Linked DNA regions of Bactrocera dorsalis: region 1 is linked to region 2. Evidence: chromatin contacts called from public Hi-C data. All regions are on one chromosome and are shown on one strand. The core of a region is the stretch at or near the end of the contact, and the rest is flanking DNA. Distances in the headings are between cores, read along the strand shown. Region 1 holds the start of LOC105222405 (monocarboxylate transporter 9). Region 2 has its middle 5.5 kb from the start of LOC105233600.

Region 1 (2,700 bases), core at 138-2,637, 38 kb after region 2:
CGCACTTTAGATATTCGTATTTTATAATTTTTATTAAATTTGTTTATAAAGTATTTCTGCACAAGTGCTTATCACAAAAATAAATGAAATTTGGTTAAAAAAATAGTTATTGTTGTAAAATACTTCTAGTTTTATATATTTTTATCTGGATTTGTAAATTTTCTCAATAAAATTTCCGAAAAATTGTTTCACCTCTGATAAAAAAAAAAATATTTTATGATTTGATTTACAAAAGTTAGTTCAAAAATGTAATAACAGTTACAAAAAAATGCACAAAAATAATAAACAAAATATTTTGTTTGCGAAATATATACAAAAACTTAGTTTTTTTTTTTGGTTAAACTTTTTCCCAATAACTCTGAAACTTTTGTAGTCTATAACACACTTTACGCTCGACTTTAATATTTAATTATTCACGTATGTATGTATGTAAACATTTGTGTATTTTTCCACAGCTAACAACCAAAAACCAAAAACAAGCACCGGACTTATATTGTACATAAATGTATGTATGTATGTAACTTGTATTAAATTATTTACTTATTATGTATTCGCAAATATTAACAGTCAAGAATCGCACTCAAATAAATTAGCAACACGCGCGATATATTTTTCTCGCCAAACGCGATCAACGCCACACAGCGATCGAAAAGCAACTGAATTCTCCAATAAAATTTTTAATTAAATCGCAAATATACCATATAAATTTAGTTAATCGGTAAACGATATGGTGAGAGTAATAATATACTTGAGTAGTATTAAATTTTCATTGTGTTTGTGGGCGTATACATTTTTACACACATATGTACATAAGCATATCTGCATTCGAGACGTACTTTGAACGCCGTGACACACGCGCGCAAACTCACTAATTGTTTGCAAAATTTTGGTATAAAATCACTATGCGTTTATTTTGGTTGGCGAGTATGCAAATTTGCTCACTGTTTGCAAGAAGATCGCCAAAAAATTCAGTGGTCAGTGGGAATCACTCTATTATATTAACCGTTCACTAGTAATAACTTTGATCTGTTACGCACTAACACTTCACCTTTCTTCACTACACTTGTTCAATGGCTCCAGCTCCAGCACCAGCCCTAGCACCAGTTGTATCACTATTATTATCAGCGACTTTACTTTTTCACTCTTCCGCTGGATATTTTGCTAGCTGAGCGAAGTTGTTCACTAGACCGCGTACGCTTCCCGACTTAGCGATTGCCACGCCATACCGTCGTATTTATTTAAAACACAAGTTATATGATTGGTAGTCCCCTATCTACGTATGTATGTATGGTGAGTTGCCTGTGTCATTCAGAATTTCAGCGGACGAAGGCAGTGAGGCGATACTACTTACAGCATACAAACACTCAAAGCTGTTGGGAGCAGATAGGAGACTAACTACAAATGTGTGTACCAATCTACTCAACTCCTATCTGCATCTGATCTATAGTACCATATTAGCGCGTAGTTAACAAGTGATTTTTTGACTCCAATTTCTCACAGTATAATATGCGCTCAATCGCTGAACACGCTCTCCTCAAAACGCTCGCTCCCTCTCACGCTTTTTCGCTCTACTCACGCGCTCTGTCTCCTTCTCCTGCCAATTTGTTGTTGAAGTGAAATATGACTTTTTCTATTAAAACACCAAGCGCTCACGTGCGAGTCCGCCAAACATACGCACACATTATATTGGCCAAGTTATGTAGCAAGCAGGTCAACCATCTGGAGGATTACTATTTGGCGACTGGTTGTGTACGATCAATTGATTTAGCAAATATCAAAGATATTTTAGCGCCAGCGGCCGAGAGTTGGCCGGCCGGTCAACCAGCAAGCCATTGCTCCGGAAAAGTTGTTTGAAACAAGTTTGGAATGCTCAGCACTAACACATACACAGGCGTGCCGGTACGTAGGCGCCGTGGCAAATTGATAACAAGCTACCTTTGCCAGCCGCTTAAGATTGCGTGGATTTTGTATTTTGGGTTTTTCTGACGTTCCATCGTTCGGTGAACGCGTTGACTCATCGCACAGCTGATGCTGACTACATTGTATATGTATGTGTGTGTGCGTTTGAGTGGAAGTAGGCGTAGAGCGTATGCCAAGCAGTTGGAGCGCAACACTGACACGCCCACGGCTATGGCATATCCTTTCGTGTGGTCTCTTGATTATTAGATTTCCATTTGGGAAAATTACGGTGCGGTCAATGCAAAGTTAGCGGATTGTTTGATGTTTATGGGCTAGTTTTCCTTTTGAAAGATTTATCGCTGTCACGCATACTCGGCAGTAAATCACTACAGTTGTTGATATTACAACAAAAACAATAAAACGATTGATAAAATAAAAGCCGATGAGGTGAACTTTTTATTGAAAATAATTGAGATTAAAGGATCAATCAGGTGCTTAGTTGAACGACATGAGAGAGAAATATTATACAATTTTTGATAAAACTGAGGACAGAATACTACAAGAATAGACCAATAATGATAGAAATAGAGATTACGATCCATATGGAGCGGGCTCGCCAACATCATCTAGAGCGATCGATTATGAAATTCATTAAACTTTGATTGTCGCAATATCGAATATCGCATCAAACTTCCATTACATTATAAATTTTCAAGCCAACTGTGATTTCCCAAATAATATTGGGTAGTATTTTCGTATTTTGTCAATAGACCAATCACATGTCTGAAAGGTTAGATTTTA
Region 2 (2,747 bases), core at 89-2,588:
GGGTGCGAAATTTCAAATCGATATCTTCAAAACTGAGGGACTGCTTCGCGTTTATGTGTGTACAAACAGAGAGACGAACATGGCTAAATTGGCTCAGCTTGGTCCTATCCTGTACTGGTCTTTTTCTCGCTGTTATAAACTTCATAGCAAACCTTAAACCCCGTTCGGGATGTAAAAATTAGCAACAAAATAGTTAGTTTTTATATTTGAAAGTGGAAATAGAATGAAACGGTACGAAACTTACTTACTTGTGTGAATGACAAAATTCTATTTTATTTAAAAATTATTAAAAAAAGTGTCAACTTTCATCGTTCATAAAAAATTTATGTCAGCACAAATAATAAATGAGTATCCTCTGAAAATTTAGTTGGAAATGAATTCTATCTTCCCACATATCAAAATAGGAACTTAAAAAAAGTGTTCCGAAATACATGAAAATATTTTTCTTGGTTACAATCTGGCAACGTCGAAAAAGCCCAATGAAAGAGAGCTTTTTGCGGTCACGTTTGTTTACACTGCTCTTTAAGAGCAAACATAGAAACAAATGCTTCAGAAATAAGTAAGAAAGCGTCAAGTTCGAGTGAGACCGACGTGTCAGAACGAAATAAGTAGAAAAATTCTGATAAGCTAGCAAAAATTTATACCAAAAATGCACGAAAGACAACAACTTTTGAAACGAAACGATTGTCTGCAGGCAGAAGAACGAAAATAATCATGCGGCTGGACAGAGGTTAGGGAAACGTATTGACCAATTTCCACAATTTTTCATTAAAGTAAATTATATCCGAGCTAAAATCTGTTGTATGCTGCTAATTCAATGCTAAGATATGGGATTTTTACTTAATATGATGAAATGCTATAAAGGAATGAAGATTTGTCGATATAGCTTTTCCATAGTTTTAAAAGACAACTGTTCCACTTTATTGTAGTCTTCAGTACCAAATTCAAGATCTTTAGCTTCCAAGTCCAACTTCGCTGGCATGAGCAGACGGACAGACGTACATACTATATGTGTATCTGTAATTAATTCCCCACGTATATCCGGAATCAAATATTTACGTCTCCCTGATTGCTTTGATATATGTACTATATAACTCCATAGCTATCCATCTCAACTTTCGTTGTTCAGACATCCATTAGGTGAACAAAGCAATTTTACTCTGGACAGCAGTTTTGTGTTGTGTTTTCCATCGCTCTCCCACTGAATAACGCACCAATATATTTTTATCTTGTATTTTTCAATGCACTTGACTTTAATCATTTGCCAATACTAACACGTTCGAAAGCACCGTTCCGCTTGTCACTCGTAATAATGCTGAGGTTCCAGCTTGCAATTTGCGACTATGCGGCCGAAAGGCGAGAACATTGCATTTATGCGGTCGCAATCACATTGTTTACTGACACAAGAACATATGAGTGATGACGTAGTTTAGCAAAGCTCCCGGACAGAGTTGCCATGTGAGTGTTTTAACGAAACAATTTCACACTATTAATGTATATTTTTGTTTTTGTAGAGACTTTTTCTATTCAACTTAGACATACAATGGCCATTGTTTCGGGGAGGATAAGCTGTCAAGTGCTCAGAGGCGATTATAAGCATTCGCGAGAGATAAGAGACTTTTTGAATATACAACTACTACCATTTAATTATAATAATTGGTAAAAGTATTTTATAACCGATAACCAAACAGAACATCATGATGACTCATACATACCCAATTGTTGACTGCTGATCGATGATTGTAATGATGAAATTTTAGTGTATTGTTAGGAAAGCCTGAAGAGATGGTAATAAGATTTGAAGTTCTTATGAGTGGGAAGGTTAGTGCAATGTTATATGTATTTAAAATTCTAAGAACTGATTTTTTGATGTTACGATAGGTAAAGATGGAAAGTGGAAAGCGAAAGAAGATAGTTTAAGCAAATTAGAATGGATTTTACTAAAAACAAAATAACCTATTTTTTCGAATATGTTCACAAATATGGTTTCACTTGGTTTAAGATAGTATTAGAAGGTTAAGTCTTCCCCCTACAAAATATCGGCTGAAGGAGATATAATTTTTTTTTGCTTTCTCGATAGCCTATATTTCCGAAAATATCCTGTAAAATCGACAAGGTCGTATCTTGAATAGTTTTTGAATGGCAGCGTTCTAAAGAGCGACCGCTCGCAGGTACAAACATATTTAAGGGAATCTTTAAACGCGTTTTTCTCGAAACGACATTTGTCGAAATTGCTGACATCATATCTCAGCGAGAAATTGACCGATCGACTTAAAATTAAAACTGAGTAATGTTGGTAAAATTTACTATACAATGACCTACGATCTTTTTGCTGGGTTAAAAATTGTAAATTTGGTATTAAAAATCGAACATTTTTTTACGTAAATAAACGAAATTCAAAAATAGTAGGTCATTGTATAGGAAATATCTTTAAGTTTAATAAACTTTTTGAATTTTTTTGTTTTATTCGGCCGTAATCATGTCAGCAGTGGGGGTACTTTTTTTGGCACTTCCGAAGGCTGCAAATAACTCCGTTATTTTTCAATATTTTTGTAAAAAAAAAAGAAAGCTGAAACTATAACTTATTACGTTAAAAGAAGTTCGAAACATTTAATCAAGTACTTTCTTCAAAAAAAAAAAAAACGAAGACTGCCTAATTTTTCATGCGTTCCACTGGTATAGCCCCTTAACCCTTTCAGCCCCAAAGGACTTTTTAAACGCTGTCAAACATATATAGAAGTTGCTTA

What was found. Hi-C and Micro-C count contacts between places; a contact is called where the count stands out from the background.
Region 1: a Hi-C map of whole body shows a contact between it and region 2, with 2.5 times the contacts expected there. The contact joins the promoter of LOC105222405 here to the enhancer-like site in region 2. A contact is called at or near these places in 2 of 2 Hi-C or Micro-C datasets (both in whole body).

The regions. Positions count from the first base shown.
Region 1 is chr4:41,012,180-41,014,879 of ASM2337382v1, forward strand. LOC105222405 (monocarboxylate transporter 9) reads right to left here and starts at 1,388. Exons shown (of 6, transcript XM_011199726.4): 1 at 1,049-1,388.
Region 2 is chr4:40,974,238-40,976,984 of ASM2337382v1, forward strand. No RefSeq gene overlaps it. Among protein-coding and RNA genes, the nearest start is that of LOC105233600, 5.5 kb to the left of the region's middle. Within about 2 kb of position 1,339, the one cell type or tissue checked has open chromatin away from gene starts, as enhancers often do.